Regions from separate parts of the Mus musculus genome. Here region 1 is linked to region 2. The links are chromatin contacts, called in public targeted proximity ligation maps. All regions are on one chromosome and are shown on one strand. The core of a region is the stretch at or near the end of the contact, and the rest is flanking DNA. Distances in the headings are between cores, read along the strand shown. Region 1 has its middle 25 kb from the start of Mir1192. Region 2 holds the start of Klf9 (Kruppel-like factor 9).

The links.
Region 1: a contact with region 2 is called in a targeted proximity ligation map of embryonic stem cells, with 17 read pairs. A contact is called at or near these places in 7 of 39 promoter capture datasets (the HPC-7 cell line, embryonic stem cells, epiblast stem cells and 3 more), 5 of 484 Hi-C or Micro-C datasets (cerebral cortex, embryonic stem cells, forebrain and 2 more), 11 of 130 datasets of targeted methods (CD8 T cells, astrocytes, embryonic fibroblasts and 4 more) and 3 of 9 other capture datasets (adipose tissue, liver and pancreatic islet).

The regions. Positions count from the first base shown.
Region 1 is chr19:23,170,975-23,176,891 of GRCm38.p6, forward strand. No RefSeq gene overlaps it. Among named protein-coding and RNA genes, the nearest start is that of Mir1192, 25 kb to the left of the region's middle.
Region 2 is chr19:23,138,641-23,144,313 of GRCm38.p6, forward strand. It overlaps Klf9 (Kruppel-like factor 9), which reads left to right and starts at 2,586. Exons shown (of 2, transcript NM_010638.5): 1 at 2,586-3,619. The coding sequence starts at 3,115.

The DNA.
Region 1 (5,917 bases), core at 3,032-5,531, 34 kb after region 2:
AAAAAGGACTTGATCAATACAGATATGATCAATACACAGCAAAAGACAAAGGGTGGTGCACAGAAGGGACGAAGGGAGAAAATAGAATCCACATGTCTTTTAAATCTCGTTATTACAAAGTAGGTTCTCATCGAGTAAAATCAAAAGTGTGCGATTGTATGTTTCATGCATATGTATTCTTTGTGTATGTGCATGCTTGTGTGTGCCTGTTCATATGTATGAATATTTGTATGTGCAAGCTTCTCTGAGAGTGTGTGTGCTTATGTGTTTTATTTTCTTAGAAACTCACTAAAAATGAAATACAAAGGCTAAAAACAAAGCTGTTAAAGAACACTGGCCAGGCAGTGGTGGCGCACGCCTTTAATCCCAGTGGGAGGGAGAGGCAGATGGATTTCTGATTTTGAGGTCAGCCTGGTCTACAGAGTGAGTTCCAGGACAGCCAGGGCTACACAGAGAAACCCTGTCTTGAAAAAAAACAAAGCAAAAACAAAAAAACAAAAAATAAACAAAAAACCCAAAGAACAATGGCCAGAGAAAATAGTTAAGTCACCAAGATAGCTCCAGACACAACTAACAGAATTGAAGGTAGATATAACCAGGGTCACAGAGGTGATTTTATGTCAGTATCTAGTATGTGAAGGCATGAGTGTCTAATGACTTTCTATCAAAATATAGAATGCTAAACAAAGCAGGAATGATGAAAATGTACCCCTAAAGAAAAGTACATGAATAATGTGGGTTCCACAAAATAGCTGGTGCTGCCCAGGACATCACAGTAGCTCATTAGCCTCATAGTCAAGCAGCTCCTTCACAGCAGCCTCATGGGAGGTGAAAGACGTCATTCCACATTTATATATTACTTTTTTTTTGTTTGTTTTTGGTTTTGGTTTTTCGAGACAGGGTTTTTCTGTGTAGCCTTGGCTGTCCTGGAACTCACTCTGTAGACCAGGCTGGCCTTGAACTCAGAAATCCGCCTGCCTCTGCCTCCCAAGTGTTGGGATTAAAGGTGTGCGCCACCACGCCCAGCTACATATTACTTTTAAATCGCCATGGAACTATATAACAAAGACTACAAACAACACATAGACCCCGGGTTAGATACTTTGTATTACTGTGATAGCACACCATGACCAAGGAGATCTGTGGAAGAAAACTTTTTGGGAGCTTACAGTTTCAGAGGGTGAATCCAAGGCGAGCATGGCAGCAGGCATGCAGGCGTGGTGTTGGAGTAGTAACTGAGGGCTCACATCTCAACTCACACACAAGCTGGAAGCACAGAGAACTGCTAATTGGGATTAGAGTGAGGGCTTTTGAAACCTCAAAGTGACACACCTCCTCCAACAAAACCACCAGACTACAATCAAGGGAATAATTAACAGAATTAACAAAGATTTTAAAGCTAAAAGTGCTTGGAAGGCAGATGCAGGAAGATCAGGAGCTCAAGGCCAGTGGAGGGTGTGGGGGATGGAAGATGGGACTGGGGGAGAGGGAGAGAGGTGTGCAGAAGACATGATTGACTTCCTTAAAAATTCTTAGGTCAAGCCAGGTGAAGGGGTAGGGGCAGGGGCAGGTGGGTCTCTGAGTTCAGGGCCAGCCTGGTCTATGCAACTAACCCAGGCCAGACAGGTATACATAGTGAGATCCATTTTTTAAAAAAAATTAAGGGGCTTGAGAGAATGCTCTTAGTAGTTAAGAGCATATACTACTTTTAAAGTTCAGTTCTCAGCACCCACAGCTAGTAGCTCATAACCATCTGTAATTCCAGCTGAAGCCAGAGGATCCAGCAGCTCAGGGGAACTGGCACGCAAGTGCATATACCTCAACCCAGGCACATATATGGCACACACCTTTAATCCCAGCACTTGGGAGGCAGAGGCAGGCAGATTTCTTAGTTCGAGGCCAGCCTGGTCTACAAAGTGAGTTCCAGGACAGCCAGGCCAGGGCTACACAGAGAAACCCTGTCTTGGAAAAAACAAAAAAACAAAAACAAAAACAAAAACAAACCAAACCAAAACAAAAGTTAAAAAATAATTAAGATCTTTTAAAATTGTTTAGGTCACCTGGTTGTGGTGGGATTAAGTGCCTTTAATCCCAGCACTTCAGAGGTAGAGGCAGGCAGATCTTTGTGAGTTTGAGGCATCCTGGTCTTCAGAGTAAGTTCCAGAAAATTCAGAACTATATAGAGAAATCCTGTCTCACAAACAACAAAAACAACAACAAAAACCAAAAAAGAAGAGAAAAAATAGGTAAAAGGAATGTATAGTGTTTAAGGCTACAAAAAATAGGAAAAAATTACTCAAAGTATACCCTGACTAGAGAAAACTTCAAAGTCTTATTGGGTGTTTGAATGAGAGCGGACCAATAGGCTTCTGTATTTGAATATTTGATCCCCAGTTGGTGGAACTGCTTGAGAAGGATTGAGAGGTGTGGCCTGGTCCCTGAGTGGTTTCAAGGTTTCGAATCCCACACCATTCCCAGTTAGTTCTCTTTCTGCCTTATGCTTGTAGATCAAGATGTTATATTCTCAGCTCCTGCCCCAGCATCACACCTGTCTGTCTGCTGCTAGACTCCCTGACATGATGGTCACGAACTCTTAGGAACTATGAGCACTGAATTAAACACTTCCTCTTATAAATTGTCTTGGTCATGATGTTCTGTCATGGCAATAGAAGAGTAACCGAGACACTCACTCATACACTCATTCTTTGCTATAAATACTTCATGAATGTGAAAAAGTATAAATAGGCAGCAAATTCAATGAGCCATAAAATTAATAACTAAGAAGGATATGGGTAAAATGGGATTTAAACACAAATCCAAGAAACAGAGCTTTGAAGAGACCTTCAAAGTTATACTGCAGTAAGCCAAACAAGGAACAAGAACAAAAAGCAACCTAATGTGAATGAAGAATACACTTCATAGCTATAGATGTAATATGCTAATACTTTTGGACACTTTAATAAAAAAACCATTGATTTTTCTAGGAAAAGAATCCTGGTGAGTGAAGGTGAAACTTATGGATATACTAAAATCCTTAAAAATTAAAAAATTATTTTTATTTTAAAAAGGCATGTGGCTGGGTGGTGGTGGTGCACGCCTTTAATCCCAGCACTTGGGAGGCAGAGGCAGGCAGATCTCTGAGTTCGAGGCCAGCCTGGTCTACAAAGTGAGTTCCAGGACAGCCAGGGCTACACAGAGAAACCCTGTCTCGAAAAACCAAAAAGAAAGAAAGAAAGAAAGAAAGAAAGAAAGAAACAAAGAAACAAAGAAACAAAGAAACAAAGAAACAAAGAAACAAAGAAACAAAGAAACAAAGAAAGAAAGAAAAGAAAAAGGCATGTGTTCTTTAAATGCTGTTAGAGGGGACTGGGGTGGGGGGTGTGCCACCAGACATGACATTGTCTCTACCCAACAAACCATGTGTGTACTCATTGGCCCGTGTTTCAATTTTAATAGTAAGCAGAAACATCATTTTAAAATAAATTATTTCTAGTTAGCTCATGATGTCACAGGCTCTGTTACATTAGGATTAATATGCTCAGTGCATAATTCACAAGTGCGCATGAGCAGATGGATACATAGTAAAATCTGACAAGTGATATAAAGTGAGCCTTTATAAACAAGTCTCCATGTTTTCAAAACAAGGTAACGTACAATAACCAAGCATAATTGGCTTGGGCAATAACACAGACATAGTATGAGGAGGCTAGTCACAGTCCACAGGAAGCAGAGGGAGAATGCTGCTCTGCCCCCTTCTTTTTATTCAGTCTGGGAGCCCAGCCCTCTGAATAGTGCTACCCATATTGAAGGTAAACATTCACACTGCAGTTAAACCTCTCCAGAAATGCCCTCATAAACACACGTAGATGTTGTTTAAGTGACTGTAACCCAAGTTGACATTATTAACCATTGCACAGGTTCATGATATATTTACTGTAAAAATATGTATAGCACAGGCCCAATTTAAAATATGTAAGGGATGTGTTTAGAAAAATAAGGCTTAGACAGGTGGTGGTAGTGCACGCCTTTAATCCCAGCACTTAGGAGGCAGACACAGACAGATCTCTTGAGTTTGAGGCCAGCCTGGTTTCCAGAGTAAGTTCCAGGACAGTCAGGGCTTCAGAGGAACCATCTCTAAACAAACAAACAAACAAACAAACAAAATAAAAAATGAAAGAAAAAGGCTTAGAAGGCTTGGCAGGGCAGCAGTATGGATTCATTTCTTTAGAGACAAGGTCTTGCTGTGTAGTCCTGGCTGGCCTTTAGCTTGGTGTGTAGCAGAGGGTGACCTTGAACTTCTGACCCTCTTGCCTCCACCTCACAAGTATTTGGGATTACAGGCATGCACCACGGTAACCAACATTATTTTCCTCCAGCGCAAGGAAAAGCCCAGGGCCTCCAGCATGATAGGGAAGGGTCTACTCTCCCTCGCCTTGTGCTCAAATTGCCAGAGTGAAAGTAGATGTTTGTTTATAAAAGAGGAAGAAAAGCTATGCCCAGAAACCAATCTAATGCCATCATCCCAGGACAGCAGCCCAAGGCCCTTGCTCTGTAGGAAACCTGCTGTGTCCTTACCTGAGTGAGGCTTGTGGTTTACTTTTGGACTGTCTGCCCCCCACACTAAGAGACAGCTCATCTGTGGGCTCCCACCTGGAAGCCGTCTTGGGTTGACATAGGGTGGTGTCTGGCTGCTAGGATGGTCACCAGTGAGCTGTGAATTCTTAAGCTCTCTCATCAGTTCTCCAGTTCAAGGAGCCTCTGTTGACCTTGGCAATGAAGCACTTTGCTTCTTATGTTTCCTCTCAAGTGCAGGAGCTGAGTCCAGTCTTTTCTGTTCCTGCCTACAACCATAAATTCAGTTCTTCCCAGGTCAAGATGTCACATTTAAAGTTTGCTGAGAAAATTAGCCCTCTCCCGTTCTTAGCTGGGTCTGATGAATTTCTTTTAGGCTCTGGGTCCTCTTAAGAAAAGCCACTTTCAAATGTAATATCCTATAACTTCACGGGGGAAAGTAGGCTTTGTGTGTGTCTAGGGTTGCACAAAGCAGGCACTATGGTTTCAACGTCTGCACTTCTCTTCTCTCAGAGTGCACTTGGTCCTTGATTAAGTAAGAGTTAAAAATCCCTGCGTCCACTCTTCTCGCATTAGCTTTGTTCATGAGAATGACCTGGAAGAGGGGGCATTTGGTGCTTGCAAAATTATGGCCCTTGGTTAGTTTTTGTGCAGCCAGGAAGCTGAGGATGGTCTTTATCTCTTTAAATGGTTGAAAACATAAAAGAGAGCTCTATTACAAACACACAAAGAATAGATGCAATTCAAACAGAAGTGTTCCTAATAAAATGTTATTGCAATGCAGCTATTCATATGCATTTATATACTGTCTATGACTATAAGGTAGGTGAGTGGTTATGGCAGAGACTATAAAGAGTCCACAGTGACTGTACAGGGAGTTTATAGCCTCAATTCCAGCTCTTGGCTATTATATCTTCTTTTGTAGAGAAAGTATTGGGGATCAAATGTAAAACCTCATGCATACTAGACATGGGCTCTATCATTGAGCTGTAACAACACACACACACACACACACACATTCTAGGATGACCTTGGGTTTATGATCCTTCTGTCTCTACCTCCCCAGTGCTGGAATTACAGGCTTGCACCACACCCACTTTAATAGGAGTTGGAGAGTCAAACCCAGGATTTCTGCAGGCTAAACACACTATCAACAGCTCCAGTACTTTTACCTGCAGAGGCATCTCAGCATTCCCAGTCCCATCTATGTTTTTAAAAGCTAGTTTAAAAAACGAGAAAGGTGCAGGTCACTGAAATCCTTTATTTTTTATTTTTTAGAGACAGGGACTCACACTATATAGCCTTAGTTGGCCTGAAACCGTATATGTAAACTAGGCTGGCCTCA
Region 2 (5,673 bases), core at 1,336-3,835:
CTTTTCTTTTTTCCTTTTCTTTTCTTTTTCTTTTTCTTTTCTTTTTCTTTCTTTCTTTTTTTTTTTTTTTTTGAGACAGGATCTCACTCTGTAGCCTCCTCAAATGCCTCAAATGTTCCATCGTGCCTCAGTCTCCTGAGTACTGGGACTTCTGGTCTGCACCATCATAGCCAGCACCAGTGAATTCTTTTCTAAAATTAAGATTATCAGAATGTGGGCTGGAGAGATGGCTCAGTGGTTAAGAGCACTGACTGCTCTTCCAGAGGTCCTGAGTTCAAATCCCAGCAAACCACATGGTGGCTCATAACCATCTGTATGGCTTTAGTGTACTCATATACATAAAATAAATAGGTAAATGTTTAAAAAAAAGATTATCAGAATGTGCTGGACAGTGGTGGTGCACACCTTTAATCCCAACACTTGGGAGGCAGAGGCAGGGGGATTTCTGAGTTCGAGGCCAGCCTGGTCTACAGAGTGAATTCCAGGACAGCCAAGGATACACAGAGAAACCCTGTCTCAAAAAACCCCCCAAAAAGGCAAGATTTCCAAGATGGCTTCCCTGCTATACACTATTGTACATATTCTCTCTATATCTATATATGAATCATATACATATATATATATATATATATATATATATATATATATATATATATCACATGGATGTCATAAGGGTCTTGGGCCTGGGTCCTGCATGAAGCATGTCCTCTGTACTCTCATGATGTGATGTGATGGCAGTGATATTTCTCCATGGGTTAGCACTTCCTGTTATATTTGTTCTTTTCCCAGGAAATGACCTTGTGTGGTGTCTTTCCTGCATAACTTTAAAAGTCAAAATAATTTACCCTACCCTTCAAACTGGAAGGGTTCTTCTGAGACCCCCCCAGAGAACCCGGTGGAGGTATCCAAAACATTAAGGGTTAACCACGAGTGGGAAAGTTGGGGTTAGATATTGTGAAGTTAGTGTCTCATAGAGAAAAAGTGCCTTTCATACTCAGGATAAATGGAGGGATTTTTTTTGGGGGGGGGTTCGAGACAGGGTTTCTCTGTGTAGCCCTGGCTGTCCTGGAACTCACTCTGTAGACCAGGCTGGCCTCGAACTCAGAAATCCGCCTGCCTCTGCCTCCCGAGTGCTGGGATCAAAGGCGTGCACCACCACCGCCAGGCAATGGAGGGATTGTAAACCCGCAGTGTTGACTGTATGCCCTGCTGTAGATCCTTAGCTATCATGATGGAAAACAACCCAGCACTCATCTCAGGAAGAAGCACACTGAGTTCATCAGACTCCCAACCCCACACTAATTGTTGACCAAGTAAAGCCACAAGATTCAGTTGTTAAGGCTCTCTGGATGATTCCAGTTCTCAGGACTATTTAACACAGTTAATATTTCACAGGGGTGGCTCCTCTAAAGCAGAGTCAGGAATCGGGAACCCTGTGCTTTTTTTTTTTTTTTTTTTTTTTTTTTTTGAGTTCTGCGGTCGTCTACCTGATAAGGTAGACCAGTCTTGTTCTCTACAATTGTGAAGCAAGAGGAAGGAAAGGCTTGCCCAGCAGGAACAGGGAGGAGTCCCTACAAAGAAAAGGATTTTTTCAAGTTATGCAAATGCAATGTCTTATTGGTCTCAGTTTATGGGTTAAGATAGCTTCAAGACAGAGCGAATTTAGAGTCAAAGGCGCCCAAGGAAGTAGGAGGTTTAGCAAAATGCCAAGATGGCGGTGCTTTTGTGTAAGAACCATTTAATACGGAACCGGATCTTTTGTTAGCTGTGAAAAATTTTAGATGAATTTCTCTTGGTTAATGTGTGGGGTGAAAGAACTTTTAAACATCTAAGTGCTGCATTCCAAACAAGAACGAATTGATGCTGTCTCATCCGAGTCTGTCCTTGGACAACGTGGCCTGCCATATCGAGGGTTTAAAATTTGACTCACACTTAGTTTATTAAGCACCCCGTCCTTCCATCTATATTTTAGAGTTAGCACCAGCAACACAAATATGAAAAGATCTGTCCGATTCACTTCTGCTCCGCAGGTTTACAAGTGTCGGGCGCTTCCTTTTGGAACGCCCTTCTGATTGGCTGAGCCAATGCCAGTGACATCAACCAACTTACTTTTGATTGGAAGCCTGGTTGCTGGGACTGTAGCGTTTGCAGGAAGTCACTTAACTGTTTGAGGGCTGGGAACCCGAAGTTGAAGTTCTGTTTCGTCCCTAGGGATGGGCGTAACTGCCTAGGGGAGAAGCGTTCCCAAGCCACGCCAGCTGGCACGTGGGCCGGGAGGCGTAGGCGCGCGCGCGGTCTGGGCGGCATCTGCGGGGATGCGCAGCCGCTGGTTGCCGGGCTCCGAGCAGTTTCCCTTTTAAATGTCAGCGTTCGGGGCTGGAGGGGCAGCACGCGGCGGCGGAACGGAACGGTCGGATTGGCCGCGCGCCGTAGTTCTAGACGCACCTCTCCACCGAAGGGCCCTTCTGACTGGCAGGGGGAGAAAGTAAACAGAGTTGAATCACCCTCCCCACTGGCCAATTGGAGGGGGCCTGGATTGTGACGTGATGGGATTCTGCGAAATTGTTACTGAGCTGGAGAATGCCGGAGAGGCGCGGCGCGGCAGGACCAGGGGCTCAGCGGCCGTCGGCGGACGCGGGAAGAAGTGTCTCGTAGGCGCGGAGCCCCACTCAGCCCCGGCCCCCCTCGTCCGCGTACTCGGCTGATGCCCCGGGGCGTCAGCTCGGCGGAGAGGCGGTCGAGGACGTGCGCCTGGCTCGCAGTTGGCTTTCTCTGGGACTCCGACACGTTTGCAGTCGAATAAACTTGCGACCGCCACGTGTGGCATCTCTCCGAGGAGGGCGCGCCCATCGTGGGATCGCGCGGGGCGCCGGGCAGGGCGGCGGCGACAGCGGCGGAGCCGGCCGCGGCTGCTGCGTGCGGAGGCGCTGCCGGTTACGTAAAGATGAGGGGCTGAGGTCGCCTCGGCGCTCCCGCGAGTCGCAAGCTCCCGCGCCCCCGCCCCCTCGGCCGCGCCGCACCGCGCTCGTCGTCCGAGGCCAGGGCAGGGCTAGCCGAAGCTCCGCAGCCACCTTCAAGTTTGGCCGCACCGCCCGGGCTGCCGTCGCCCGCACCATGTCCGCGGCCGCCTACATGGACTTCGTGGCTGCCCAGTGTCTGGTTTCCATCTCCAACCGCGCCGCCGTGCCGGAGCACGGGGGCGCTCCGGAAGCCGAGCGGCTGCGACTACCTGAGCGCGAGGTGACCAAGGAACACGGTGACCCGGGGGACACCTGGAAGGATTATTGCACGCTGGTCACTATCGCCAAGAGCTTGTTGGACCTCAACAAATACCGACCCATCCAGACCCCCTCGGTGTGCAGCGACAGTCTGGAGAGTCCCGATGAGGATATAGGATCCGACAGCGACGTGACCACCGAATCTGGGTCGAGTCCTTCCCACAGCCCGGAGGAGAGACAGGATTCTGGCAGCGCGCCCAGCCCACTCTCCCTCCTCCACTCTGGAGTGGCTTCGAAGGGGAAACACGCCTCCGAAAAGAGGCACAAGTGCCCCTACAGTGGCTGTGGGAAAGTCTATGGAAAATCCTCCCATCTTAAAGCCCATTACAGAGTGCATACAGGTTAGCGGCGTCGCCTCTCCCCCGCTTCGGGCTTTAGCTAACCTTTGGCCGGCCAGCATTCCTGGGCGCCCAGGACACCGCACTCGGCCTAGAGGCTGCAAACATTTTGGAGAAGATGCTGCTTAACTCCTGCACTCTCTCCTTACTTGGCTCCAACCTTTAGGAGCCACCCGAACCCACCCCCACCCCCCCAACCGCCGCTCTGAGCAAGTGGCTTGCGTGGCTCGGCCTGGAGCCGGCCCGCCCCTCCCTTACCCGCCCCGCCCCCGGGACTCCGTACCCCGCCGCTGCGGGGTCGCCCCACCTGGGGAGACGCTGGGGGGTAGGGTAGTCAAATGGCGCAGCTTTTATCCCATTCCCTGGTGGGGTTGCAACGGAGGGGTCGGCCTGGGAGGGGAGCCGCACTCTGCGTGAATCGTTTTAGGATGACTAAGGACTCATTTAACTGGATGGCGGCTACTTTTCAGGGCTTGCCAAGGTGGTTTTAAATTTGGCTAAGAGTCCCCTGAGAGGTTTAAAATAAAACTGCTTCAGGCTGCAGGGGAGACTGATGAAGGAATGGATGGTGGATTAACTTCTTGACTAGTTAGCTTTCCTAAGGAACGTGATTCAGTGCTGATCTGTTCCCATGTGACTTATTTGGTCTCATGCCTGAAGCCTTAGGAGAGAGGTGTGGTCTTTGCTGGAGTTCAAGGCCTCACGGATGAGTGTGGGGGCGTTCCTCTTAGCTGTAGGCCACGCAGCACACCAACGTGGCTGTAAAACCATCTGCTCTAGGGAACTGGCTTTAGGAGCTTAGTAGGACCCTGGTCAACTAGCTCTGGTGGTTCTAGTTAAACATGCCTAGAAAAAGGTGGAAGGCGTTCACATATGAACAAGTGTTGAGGTCAGCTAGGGAAGGGTCGTTTGTAACTGTTGTTATGATCAGGCAGCGGGCCTTACCTTGTCCTGAGACCGCATGTTTCAGAGTTGTTGGCATCGTGTCCAAAGGTGTTGAGGGGTTTGGTGTGAGACATTGGCATTTTGTAGAAGAGGTCCGGAACCTTTCTTTGGTTTCAAAATGATACTCGGTGGGATTTTCAGGTTTGTTTGCTATTGAAAAGACTATGTAGCCACCTGCCCTTTTTTATTATCCTTTGGAAAGTGAGTCTCTGGGAGGTGGCTGCCAGCATCAGAATAAATCTTAAATTTCCTAGTGATAATGAAAAGCTAGGTGCTGTTTGGGGTCCACGTCTAGGTTGCCATATGAAACTGCACCTTTGTAAGTTTGACTCTATAATAGCAGTTGGACAGGCCTGTACCCTCAGTGGGGGGGTGTGACCTTTAGTAGGGCTCTGGGAGGTGAACAGAGGTATAATAACTCAGCGAGTTACTCTCCACAGCTGTTGGGCGGGCCTGGCCATGTCAGCCATGTTCCCAGGGTTCAGTGGCTCACATGGACACCCACGGCCACCTTGAGCAAAGGCATTTTCTCCTTCAGGAGGACTGCCCAGTGGATGATGCAGGTGGGGAGGCCCGCAGTGCCTACTGTGGCTCAGCAGAAGATACCCAGCATTCTGGGCCATTTCAGCTGAGTGCTTTTCTCGGGCATTTATAGAAATGGCTGCTCATGTGTGCGTGCATGCGTGCTGCTCTTTAATTCTCCATAAGGCACGACAGCTCAGCTGTTTCAGGAGAACCTTTCACACCGATCACAGTTGAAAAGGAAATTAAGTAGGTGTTCTTCCCATTTTAAAATGCTACAGTCATACCTTTGGCTCTAGTGGTGTGGTGATTTCAGGGGTCTTAACTTATGTTTGGGGGGGGGGGCGTTGGGGATAAGTACTGCTAGTGTGGACAAAAATGCCAGCCGCTACAGATAATGCCTGAAGTGTTTTGGAGAGGAGGCGCATGCCAAGTTGAGTTTCTGGCGCTTCCATTCTCAGACAGCTTCAGGTTAGCTCGTGGTTGGGTGGGGCAAGCAGCTTCCGGATTTTCTCTCTGCGACTTCTTAAATCCTGAAGGTGCTTGGATCATCTGCATTCCGTGAAAATCTTAAGAACTGAAGTCCCTGC